Regions from separate parts of the Sus scrofa genome. Here region 2 is linked to region 1. A link is a contact called in public HiChIP or PLAC-seq data. All regions are on one chromosome and are shown on one strand. The core of a region is the stretch at or near the end of the contact, and the rest is flanking DNA. Distances in the headings are between cores, read along the strand shown.

Evidence for each region. HiChIP or PLAC-seq counts read pairs in DNA pulled down with a chosen protein or histone mark.
Region 2: a contact with region 1 is called in an H3K27ac HiChIP or PLAC-seq map of skeletal muscle, with 8 times the contacts expected there. The contact joins the enhancer-like site here to the promoter of ANKRD1 in region 1. A contact is called at or near these places in 3 of 5 promoter capture datasets (fetal liver, fetal skeletal muscle and liver), 19 of 47 Hi-C or Micro-C datasets (alveolar macrophages, brain, embryonic fibroblasts and 12 more) and 1 of 2 datasets of contacts at active chromatin or transcription factors (skeletal muscle).

Annotation. Positions count from the first base shown.
Region 1 is chr14:102,610,553-102,616,964 of Sscrofa11.1, forward strand. It overlaps ANKRD1 (ankyrin repeat domain 1), which reads right to left and starts at 2,286. Exons shown (of 9, transcript NM_213922.1): 1 at 2,200-2,286; 2 at 1,358-1,537; 3 at 341-478; 4 at 111-218. The coding sequence starts at 2,226.
Region 2 is chr14:102,916,329-102,922,740 of Sscrofa11.1, forward strand. It overlaps PCGF5 (polycomb group RING finger protein 5), which reads left to right. Exons shown (of 10, transcript XM_021073244.1): 4 at 3,180-3,235; 5 at 3,342-3,401; 6 at 6,257-6,405. Among named protein-coding and RNA genes, the nearest start is that of PCGF5, 92 kb to the left of the region's middle. Within about 2 kb of position 2,868, at least 13 of the 83 cell types and tissues checked have an H3K27ac peak or open chromatin away from gene starts, as enhancers often do. A contact at or near this core is called in skeletal muscle, where this site is marked.

The DNA of each region.
Region 1 (6,412 bases), core at 1,036-3,535:
ACTGTTTCAGGTGGATTGATTTTTTGGCACCAGATTAGCAAGGCTGCAAGAAAGCATAAGAAGCACAAAATTAATGAGCTGGATTTTGCAGTGCTTTGTAGAAGTCTTACCTCATCACAGACATCTGGATTGTTCTTGTCTGACAAGAATTTTTCTACCACTGGCAGTTTATTCTCCAGGGCAGCTTTCAGAAACCTAGGCACATCCACAGGTTCTGTCTAAAGCCAGAAACACAGGGTGAAGGTTACCATGAGCTTCCAACATTCAGTCAAACCCCCCAACAGACATTCCTCTTAGCATAACACCGAGGCGTAATATTGCAAAACCAGACAACCCTTACAATGACTTCAGGTTCAGGTTCCTTCACAACTGGAACTTTCGTTTTCCTGTATTTTTTCCTTTTCTTCAGTTGAATGATTATTTCAAGGTCTTCTAAATTTTCAAGCTTTGATCTTTGTTCTAGTTTCTTCTTCTTGAGCTAAAAAAGAAATCCATGTTTCAGAATACAGTGAGTTCTACTGACAAGCATTCTGCTTGTGTCTAAACAAAATCTTTAAGATCCAAGCTAGGTATGTGAACGGTGTGAGCAGAAAAATAAGAAGTAAAAAAAATTAAAAATAAGTCTTTGACTTCAATTTAGTGATTTCTTATTCAGGTATTTTGAGGTCTAATTTTTCAGCTAATTGCCTTCATCTTCACATCTCGATGCTTGAAGCATGAACTTTTCATTAGAGATAGGATCTAGTCTCTAAGTGATGATTTTGTAATTATTTCTATAATGCTCATGATTTTTCTTTTAACTCAGAAGACTCCAGTGGTAAGTTTTAAGCTCTAAAATGTCAATGCCAGTGTCTCTCAGGTGCCCCACTAAGCAGAGCTCATGAAACAGACGGTCTTGTCCCAGGAACTACAGCTCACTAATGCATGTTTCATCTGTGGTTAGTAAGTAATGAAAGTTCACCCAGCAATACATTTGTCAGCACAGAAAGAGGCCACAGTCAAAGAGTGATCACAATGACCACAAACCACATCAGTGAGAAAAAGGAGGCTCCCTTGCTTGGGATTAACTTGGCAGTATATGACATCAGGAATTCACTGGACACGTTTCTCTTTCTGAGTCTGTCAGTCAGAACATGGTTATAGGACATTCAGTGATTGATTCTGAATCCAGAGGTCATAGTCTTGCCAAAGAATTATTTCCTACAGCTTCTCCCATTGAAGTTGCCTCTTTATCGGTTCGAATTTGGTAAAGAAATGTCATTGGAATGGTTGCATTCACTTTGTCTCTCTCCTCTCCTTCCTGCCTGGCACCTCCACCTCCAAGCTCCCTCTGGTGAATTTCATGGACGGTCCTTACCTCGGCCTCGCGCTCTTTCTCAATTTTCCACTGTTGTTCTCCCAGGCTCACAAAGTGGGCCGGAAGGGTTTTCAGGTCCTCTTGCTTCTCTAAAGTGACAGCAGCTTCATACTCTCCATCTCTGAAATCCTCAGGAAGGAACTCCCCAGCATCCCCACCGCCGTTCTTCTTCCCTGTAACCTGCAAGGGAAGGAGACAGCAGGGTCAGAAGTAGCAGGGCCTGTCCTGGGGTCGTTCTCCACAGAGGATGCGGCGAGAGCCCCTGGGCCTCCCTCTCTGCTGACAGTGGCCTCCATGCCCCACACTCTCAGATGGCAGGCCGCGATGCCTTGCTTCAGTGTTCTGGGATTATCTTCAAATGCTTGTCCTCCTGTCTTGGCTAAATCAAGGTTTAGGTTAGGTTGATGTATTTAAATCTACTTTTAATCCACTTAATCACATTTTTTCCTAGCAAAATCATAACAACCTCCCCCCACCCCGAGATTATTTAAAATTCTTTCATTTTAGGTACTTTTGATGATCCCTTGCCTTGCGTAGTAGCTTCCAGATATATATTCTTGCAATAGAACTTCTCCCCTAAGGCATTTTGGATAACTATATGTGATTCCACACTTTAGTAAGAAAACCGAAGAAGATAATAAATAGGAAGTAGGTAGAGAATTCATTCCTGGCAACTCCATCTTTTCCAGTTTCACTTATTTCACCACATAAACCAACCATTTTCCATATATGACACATTCAGAGTACCTATGCATTATGCCTGAAAGAAAAGGGCATTTCAATTTTCAAATAAAAATCAAGGCTGCACTGTTTTCCACTGTGTAAAATAATGCCTTACATACCAGCTCTTCTACTTTCAGAACCATCATGTTGACCTGAAGTTCGTCTGTATGGTTTTCTTCTGGGGGATGAACCCTGGAGTCAGCCCTTGGGAGCCCCTCCACTGCCGTCAGTTTATATAGCTAGGGCCGGGTGAGATAATCTTCCAACCTGGGAACCCAAGTAACAGCCCGCCCCCTCCTGTGGCCAACTCAGAGGCAGGTGAATTCTCATTCCAGACTCAGTGTCTGGGAAGCAGGAGAGGGAGGGGAGGGCAAGTAACCCCACTGAATATGTGAATCAGGAAGAAATGTGAGAGGGCCATTCCTTTGTCAGTGACCGCACCGCTCAGCAATGCAAGTCATCCTATTTATCGGGAAGCCAGGGGACAGCTGTCTGTTGACATTGCACCACACCGCTGCTCCTTTTCCTTCTTTGTCAGCTTTCATATGACCAAGCCTATCAGGAAAATGTAAATGCCCCGTGTATCACACCCCCAATAATATCTTTCTGATAACCAGACTTATCAACACGTCACTTGGGGGAAGTGTTGCTTTAGGACATCCTATTCCCGTGGGCAAACAGCCCAAGAGGAAAGGATCTGGGTCCTAATGGCCCTTGTCTATATCTGTTTGGAATTCTCTGGAGTGATGTCTGGGGCTAAAAAGGCCCCATGACATGCCACCTACCATCATTATAAGAAATTGAAAGCATTCAGTAACGCACTTCTGTTTTATGGTGTCACTGGCCATAATTAGCACATGACATGCTTTCTGCCTTCTAAAACAGCATACTTACTGGAGCAAGTAGTACTCAAAAAGTTTCTGAAATGTCTTGAGATAGGTTGTGTGAGACAACCTATGTAGTTATGGTACGACCTTGATTCGATCAGAGAGCCAGCGTTCTCAGGTGCTGTGGATAAAAGACTCACCTGTCGGAGCTTGTCAAAAAGACACATCCCTGGACCCCACTGTGGGACATTCTGAGTCGCTTTATGGTGAGTTCCTAGGAATCTGTATTTTTTTCAAAGCACTCAGCAATTCTGATGCATCAGGGTTTGAGACAGGTTGCATAGGAGCTGAGAGCTTTGCTTTGAGGTGCGGTGAAAATCCGTTTCTGGTTTCTCATCTCTGAGGTGTTAAATTATGTAAAAATATTTAGGTCTCCTTACAGTTCAAGGAGATACTGGAATTATTATCTCCATAGCCATTTAAACAACCCCTCCTTTGTTTTTCAGTAAAAGAAAGGAGGGCAGAGTGAGAGAAAGGGAGTCGGAATGGAGAAGTGTGTTAATTAGGATATTACATTGGCCTTTCTGTGTCCGTCACTCCCACAAATGTACCCACTCAACAAACACAGCTGCCATTCTCTTCCTCCTTGAACTAAGCAGCCCAGGGATGATTTTTCTGGAACTTTCAGAATGAGATATTGACACCCCCCCCCAAAAAAAAAAAAAAAAAACCAAAGGGCTGGTGAAGAAGGACCCTCCCAACAACTCCTGTGTGTCTGTTCTGGTCTCCTAATGTTCTATCCTAAAGGAGTTTTACTTAAAGGAAATTTACTGGTGTTTCCTTTGAGGTAGAGACAACTATTGCCATTTTCATTGGCTCTTTATCTAAGTAAGAAGTCGTCATTGAAGCTTTTCCTACCATTTCTTACACCTTTTTGTTTCAGGCCTGACCCAAACTGAGGGGAACTATGGAGGTATTTTTGAGGGAAGTGTCATGGGTTGTTTAAGCATCTTGAATATCAAATCCCAGAGCTGTTAGTGCCCTCAAGTTCAAGCAAGACCAATGCTTTCATTGCTGAGGCATAGAAATGTTCAGTCACTGGCTGTAGACACACAGCCAGTGGGTGGATGCTTGGGTGAAGAGTTTTGATTCCATCCAACAGAAACATAGAATCATTGAGCTGGAGCAGATTTCCCATGGTGGTTCATACCTAGACAGCTCAGGATCCAACCAAAATGGATCGAAAGGCTCTTCTGTGTTCATATCACCTCAAAGAATGCAAGTGAAAGTGGGTGGGATGGCTCACCAAGCCCATTCCTTCCCTTGGCCATTTAATCAATCCTCAAACCCAGCTGGTTCTGTGCAGGAGGTTCCATGGAGTCTGAAAGAAGACTTTATAGAGGATGACCCTGGAGGAAGTGTTGATGGAATAGGCTGAACTTAGAGAATGGAGAAGTCTGGCCAGACCATTGGGTATCTTTGGGTCTGGAAAATCACTGCTGGCCTCTCCAGTCCTCCTTTCCCATGTCGATCCCATTTGTCGTTATAAAATATGAGAGGATTTGCTCTTCAGATGCATCTGGCTCCCTAATGACACATCAGACAAAATTGTATTTTTGAATCATTTATCAGAATTGAGAACCAGGGAGTTCCTATCATGAATCCAACTAGGAACCATGAGGTTGCGGGTTCAATCCCTGGCCTCGTTCAGTGGGTTAAGAATCTGACATTGCCATGAGCTGTGGCGTAGGTTGCAGACATGGCTTGGATCTGGTATTGCTGTGGCTGTGGAGTTGACCAACAACTGCAGCTCTGATTCAACCCCTAGCCTGGGAACCTCCATATGCCACAAGTGTGGCCCTGAAAAGCCAAAAAAAAAGTTGAGAACCAAGCCCCTCAACTAGAAGGGGATTCTCTGTCACTTGAATTTTTTTTTTTTTTTTTTTTTTTTTTTTTTTTTTTTTAGCTATGGTAAGCAGCAGCTTGAAGTGGGATCACAGTGGTGAAAGCACCAAGTCCTAACCTCTAGACCACCAGGGACCTCCCCTCTGTCACTTGTTTTTAAGGAGCTTGCTTTCCATAAAAGTTCACCTAGTGGAGTGAGTTCTGAAGTATGTATATTTGTTTTGATCATAGCCTCAAAGTAGGCATAAACTTTCCTTACCAGAAATGAGCTTAGACAACAAAGCTGCAAGTTGGCTCTAGAATCTTTGAGCAACCCAGTGGCAACCATTTGTGGCCAGAATGAGCAGGGAAATGGTCCTTGGGCTTTGCCTCATGAGCCTCTTCCCCCCTCCCCTCAGGATTTATGCATTTCGATGAGACCAGAAATGTAACCCTGTATACAAGTAGAGAAAGTGAGAGGTAGAGAAGCAGGGCCTAAAGCAGTTATTGTGCTCACCCTGGTTTTGAGAGAGATGCCCTGACACCACCAGGGTTCCTGTGCCATAGCTCAGCTCCAAGGACAGCTGTGTCTTTCTAAATTTTAGGACATTGTACTTCTACTCAGACATGTAATTTTTACTCTATTTTCTTGACTATTTAAGAAATATATAAATACGTTGTTAAAAATTAAAACAATACATGGGATTTCCCCTTGTTGCTCAGCGGAAACAAATCTGACTAGTATCCATGAGGATGCAGGTTCCATCCCTGGCCCTGCTCAGTGGGTTAAGGATCCAGCATTGCTGGCAATGCCATGAGCTATGGTGTAGGTCAAGGACGCAGCTGGGATCCTACATTGCTATGGCTGTGGCATAGGCTGGCAGCTGCAGCTCCAATTTGACCCGTAGCCTGGGAATTCCACGTGCTGAGGGTATGGCCCTAAAAGCAAAAAATTAAAATAGTTAAAAATAATAATACAATGGTTGCTTAATTGTAGTATTGCTGAGTGTTGATTTGACACTTGATTTTTTTTCACTTGATTATGTGTCTTAAATATCATCTTCTACCAGCACAGACAAGTCCATCTCATTGTCTTAAACAACTACGTGGATTTCTGTTTGTGGCTGTACCACTGCTTACTTAACTACTCTCCTATTTATGGACATTTAGACTTTTTCAAAATGGTCGCTTTTATTTGCTACAATCCAAGTCCATTTTGTAGCACATAAAATGTTATTGTTATCAACACTCTTTGTCCTTAGAACACCCACCTTTATACCAAAAAGAAGGATTCCAAGGACTGTAGCCACCTTTGGACTTGGAAGCCACCTTGTTCTGCTGTTGAACTTGTAACTGCTCATTCTGTCATCCCTGCTAATCGCCTTCCTAGTCACAGCTGCTACTCGTCTCTCTTGGCTCAGAGAAATGGCTGACTTTGCTCAATTAGAAGTCCAAGTATCCCTACAGCCAAGCCAAGGCTCAGTTACACACTTGAAAATACCAAAGCGAGGTCATAAAACTGAGCAAACAAGACTGAAGGTTGTTCCTCTCGCCTGCCAACCAGGGACTAAATATTTAACTGACCACCTGGCAGGAGTCTTATATTCTTTTCTAACCAAGA
Region 2 (6,412 bases), core at 1,618-4,117, 310 kb after region 1:
ACTAGTGTTACCAGATAACCTTGAGCAAGTGAGGGAGGGACAGGGGAGGCAAGTGTCTGCAAGCCTTAATGACTGACGGGAGTAAATCCTAAACTGGATGAGGAGGGCGGAGAGCACCTCTCACTGGCGATAGATGATGTCTAACAGGGACAGAAATGAAACTACTCGATCCCTGATCTGTTTGTACATAGTAAGAGGAAATTCTTTTAGACAATTTGGGAATGTAGAAAGTGAAGAAAAAGAAGCAATTGCTAACTCCAGGGAACAAAACGTTGAGTGAGGGTATATCTATAATCAGCGTACACTATGAATATTTCTAAATCATAATCATGTAAAAACACTGATTATTTAAAAGATGGCATCAAGTCTGTTGGGAAGATGAGAGTTTGGAAAACATATGTTGGAAGGACAGGGGCGTAGTAAGAGTGTGATGTCAGAGAGCTCGACCTTCATCTTCCTTAGGAGGAGGTGGGAAACAGCTAGACAGAAAAATATGGCTTTGTTTTTAATCTATTATATATATAGAAATATGGAAGTAAATACTAGAAGAAACAGGTTTGATTTAAGAGCACTGAATCCTAACTACTAGACCCCCAGGGACAGGGTGGATTTGAAAATGGTTGCCCCTGGGATTGTAAGAATTAGAAACAGGGAGAGTGGGGCATGAGAATGTTTTATTTTATTTTTTATTTATTTATTTATTTATTTATTTTGTCTTTTTGCCTTTTTCAGGGCCACTCCCGCGGTATATGGAGGTTCCCAGGCAAGGGGTCTAATTGGAGCTGTAGCTCCTGGCCACAGCCACAGCCACAGCCACACGGGATCCGAGCTGTGCCTGCGACCTACACCACAGCTCACAGCAACATTGGATCCTTAACCCACTGAGCAAGGCCAGGGATTGAACCCACAACCTCATGGTTCCTAGTCAGATTTCGTTAACCACCGAGCCATGACAGGAACTCCCGAGAATGTTGTATTTTAACGTAATGCTTGATTTGTAAATTATTTACATGGATTACATTGATAAAACAAGAAGAGAAATAATGCTTCTTTCAAATACTGCTACTCTTAAATAGTCTAGGAAAACTGTGAATGCATTAGTATGTAAGTCCTGAAGAACAAGATAAGGTTGGTTTGGTTGGAGAGGAGGAAAAGGAAAGGAGTATCTGAGCTGGGATGGAAAGCTTGAGGGAGAACACAGTTTGGAAAAGGCAAGGCGTTCTCAGCAGTAATTGAATAAGCCAGTTGGCTAGAGAAGAGTGACAGGCGAGTAGTACCAGTTACAGCTGGTAGGGTGGGCTCAAGTTGTATAAACACTCCAAGGCAGGTGGTGGGAAGAAATGAGCAGGCAGATAATGATCAAATTACTGCTTAAGGAAGATTCCTTATGAGCATGTCAAGGTGAAGGAAAGTATCTCTGTGCTGCTCCTCTGAATGGTGATTGAGAGAATGGAAGCGGGGGGTGGGGAGGGAAGCCTGGGTGGGAGAGGCATTGAGCAGGAGCTGTCTGGGGCTTGGCACGGGAAGGCGAGTGTGAAGCAAGAGAGAGACAGAGGTAGGTTAAGAATGTTTGCATTTTGAGCCTGTTTGGGAGTGATGTGGTATCATTTCTAAATTTAATTTTTAAAACTAACGGAGGTGCTCAGTTTTTTGTTGAAGGAGACTAGATGAGTCTTGACAGAGAGCGGTCAACATCTGTTGGAAATCCTGACCTTGAGCTCAGCAGAGAGATGGGGTGTGTGCGTTAGGGGTGTAGGTTATCTGTCTGTATATAGATTTTGAAGCCAGACAAGTGGATGAGATCCTCAAGGAAGGCAACCTGTAGAAAAAGGCCAGAGTTCAGAGAGCAGAGCAAAGAGGAATACGCAGATGGAGAGGCGGTTGGAAAAAGAAAGTTATTTAGGGACAGAAAGTCAATAGAGAAAAAGAAAACCAGGAGAGGAAATTTTCAAGGAGGCAGTGTCAGGCAGCACTGACAGACTGCTGCAGAGCAAGGTAGGAGAAAAATGACATGAAAAAGTCATTTTAAAATTTAAAATTTTAATTCTAAAAAATTTTAAAAATCTGTTCAGTTTGGAAGATATGGATAATTTGGGGAGTTCAGTCAAGTAAAAGAAGCAGAAATAGTGTCAGTTATGCTTTCAAATTGAAAGAAAATGTTGAGAAACTGCTAACAGTTGAAAAGACAGTAGGTTAAGCCAAGGTATGGGGGATTTTTCAGATGTGAGAAAAGTATACGTATTTTTAGTCAGAGAAGGTAATGCAGCTGAGCAGGGTGAAGGAGATAAGAGAAAAGGGTATTATAAGAGCAAGGCATGAGACCAAGAAATGAAAGCCATGAAAGGGAAGGGTTACACTCAGATGCAGCAGGAAAAGAAAGCAAGAAAAATGTTAAGGTAAATATTTACAGTTTTTTAATCTAGCAAGATAGAACAAATGGTTTAAATTTCTTGGAAGAGAGGAATGGAGGTTATTCCCAGCATAGGAAAGAGCCAGAGTTTGTGGTGGAGATTTTGAAAGTGGCTGTATCAGCTGTTGCTGCATAGTAAACCATACCCCTAAATTTCATGCTTAAAACAATAATAAAAGCATTTATCATTCCTCACAACTCTGTGTGGTTCACAGACTGGGTGGTTCTTCTGGTCTTGGCTCGGCTTACTCAGGTGATTGCAGTCAGCAGCTGGTCAGGCCCCAGCCCTGCTGACATGGGCCGGGTTCTGTCCTGTTGGGTTGGGCTGTCCGTGAACTAGTCTGAGATGGCCTTAGCTCCGCAGCTTGGCTCTCCTGGACACAGTGTCTCCTCCTCTGGACTTGTTCTCACGGTGGCAGGATTCTAAGGACAGCACGGCAAACAAAGCATGTGTTGAGCCCCATGAGGCTCAGGCTCAGAACGAGCAGTGTCACTTGTGTTATATTCTCTCCACCTAAGGACTCCACTCCTTAATCAAGGCAGCAATTTCAAAGTCCTGTAGAGAGAGCTGGGGACAAGCCTGTAATCTGGTCCACCCCTGGACAGACTGGAGGCTGCTGTGTCCACCTGCAGTGGAGTTGAGTGTGGTACTTGCTGACTGTGTATGTTCTGAATTTTATAAAGTGTGTGGGATACAGATCTTAAACTGTTTACATATTGGATTTTGTGTCTTCATTGTTAGCATATTGTCTTTTTTCCTCTCTGAAAGGTTGGATAACACGTTAGAGGAAATTATATTTAAGTTGGTCCCTGGACTACGAGAACGTAAGTTGCTCTTTGGGTTCTTGCAGATTTTTGTGTTTTGTATAATCACCATTTCTACTAAAGATTTCACAATTGTTTCCATTTATACCTTTTTCTTTTAAATTAGAAGAACTTGAGCGTGAATCTGAATTTTGGAAGAAGAATAAGCCTCAAGAAAATGGAGAAGGTGACTTTTTTTTTTTTTTAAACTTCTGTATCTAATAGAACTCTCTCAAGCTGGTCACTGCTTGGTAGCTGTGGTGAACTAACCACTGTCTTAAAGCTCAAATTTCTCCTATTTGATGTTCACATGTCTCTTTATTTACATTCTGAGCCTCTGATTATGAACCTTTTGTGTAAATCACAAGATTTTATATAAATGCGTCTAAGTCTGAAGTCAGTCCAGTTGAAGGTAATTGGAAATAGAGGAAATTGGACTTTGGGGAGAGAAAAAGGAGATAAAACAGAAAACTGGTCACTTTTCATAGCAGTATTTGCTGGAGAGCTAAGGGAAACTGAAGTAAGAACTAGTCCCATCCTGCAACAGTGAGGAGTTTGCTGTTTTGTGTATTATATTTTGTATGTTAAATAGGAGAGGGAACTGGGATATAGCTTGACAGCCAGGATGTTGCTATGCTCTGATAATCTAGAGTGAACTTTTCATAGGTGGATCTTGGATGATACAATTTATACATTCTGAGATTTGAAAAATATTTCTAGGCCCTCGTGGGAATTTTCCCTGTCACCTATGCTAAGTGTCCAAATTTCCCTTTCGCATCCCAGGAGCCTTAGCAGTCAGTAATTTTTAATAATAATTTAGGTCACAGACGTGGCTTGGTTCCCAAGTTGCTGTGGCTGCAGCGTAGGCCAGCAGCTGCAGCTCTGATTCGACCCCTAGCCCGGGAACTTCTATATGCTGTGGGTACAGCTCCAAAATAATAATCATAACAATAGTAATAGTAATAATTTAAACAAAATGGCAGACAATACTGGGCAGAGAAAAGGCTTTTAGTATCCCTTCCCATTGTTATTTAATATGAGATTTGTTTCAAGATGGCCTGATGACCATTGAAATCTTTGAAGGATGGATGTGTATTTTTATAGGCTCACTTGTGAGCTCAGTCTTTAGCCCTGGATTTCCCATAAGATCCTAGGATTATCATTATGTATCATTAAAATGGCTTTGTCTTTTCATGTGTAATGTGGGGATCAGAGTTTTACTAGTTCTACTTATCTGTGCAGGGCTGGCCTCCTATAGCAGGGGAGGTTGAGAATAATTTTGAATGACTGGAATAAGATAGCAGAGGATTATTTTTGATCTATGACATCAAAATAGGCAAAAAAAAAAAAAAAAAAAACAAGCCTGGAAAAAAAAATGACTTAAGTAAAGGGTTGTTTTACCCAAGTATAAATTGCAGTTTAGACAGTAGTGCTATAGTAAAAATAGAGGTAAAATTGACTGAATGTTCCAGTTTCTGATACCTTTTCCAGAAACCAGGAGTCCAGGGATTGGTATCAGAAACTGTGTGGTCAGGTTAGTCCTGACTTTTTGTGTCATACAGAGTAACTAGTAAAGGATTACAACCTACTGTGTGTTTATCTTCCTTTTCTCATATTTCTCCCTTTCTAAAGTATTTTATCATTTTTGGTCTTTAGTTTGGGTGGAGAATTTGGACTTTTTCTTGGAGCTTGAGTTTGATTCATAAGAGGTAGCTCCTGTCTATGTGGGTTCCATATAAAAAGGCAAAATAAAGAACCCCCTTGCTCTGTATGATACACCCTGTAATGCTTTAGCTACAGCCATCAAAGGGGAGGTAACTGGCCTCTTACCCCCCTCGCTGGGCTTTTCTGTACTCTGATGCTTGGATGGCTAGTTCTTTCAAGTTTTCAGCTTAGAGACATTTTATCTGGAAATCTTCCCTGAATCTCTGCTTCAGCCCAGAGTTTGTGTTCATTACTTCTGATGCGCATGCCACCTGTTCTGTTTTACTTCTTCCATCAAAGCCCCTATCGACTTCGCCATCTGTCTCTTTCCTTTCCTTGCCCATATCTCCTTCTATACCCTGACACGATCAGGATGAGGACGGTAACACTCCAGTTTCAATATTGTTCCCTCAGGCTTAGCACAATGCATGTTTAACAAAGTAAGCTATTCAATAAATGAGCCAGAAACTATAGTTGCATTACATTTAGGCTGCTGGACTCTCAGAGGTTAAATACTTTTGTTTATGATATAAAATATGCTATTCAGATTTCTTTGATAGCATTTTAATATGTTATATGGCTATGCATGTGGTAAAAAAGTTAATTCATTCTACTCATTATTTCATTAGCCAATTTTATATCTAATAATTTAATATTCTGAGAACTTAACGTTTTAGTTTTAAAAAGTACTTGGTTTTAAGTTTGAATATGTATATAGAATTTGGAAGTATTTTTTTCTATCCTGTCAGTTTTTAAGTGGTCTAATCACTAATGGCAGTCATTTTTGTGACCAAAATAAAGCTAGTCCTAAATCTTTCTTTTTTTCTTTTTTCTTTTCTTTTTTTTTTTAAGGGCCTCACAGGCAGCATATGGAAGTTCTCAGGCTACAGGTCGAATTGGAGCTGCAGCTGCCAGCCTACACCACAGCTACAGCAATACCACATCCGAGCTGTGTCTGCACCTACACCATAGATCATGACAACACTGGTTCCTAACCCACTGAGCGAGGCTGGGATCAAACCCCCATCCTCATGGATATGAGTCCAGTTTGTTACCACTAAGTCATGATGGAAAATCCCTGAATCTTTCATTTGGATATTGCAGTGAGCCTAGAAGTCATAAGATGTGGTAATAAGTCACTCATGGTTTTTTAAAAAAATTTCCACTGTTGAATTGGTTGAAACATTTTAAATGTACTAAAATTTACAGTTATTCTTCATCAGAAAGTTAGGAAATGTTTTAAAAAGTTGATTTTTGTTTTCATGATTAGTATGTTGTTGCCTAACTATAAAGTCAACTTCAAGTTATATCTAACTTAGGTTTATTTAAATTATACAGATGATACTTCAAAAGTTGACAAACCTAAAGTAGATGAAGAAGGTGATGAAAATCAAGATGATAAAGACTATCACAGAAGTGACCCACAGATTGCTATATGTCTAGATTGTTTAAGAAATAATGGACAATCGGGGGACAATGTAGTAAAGGTGAGTG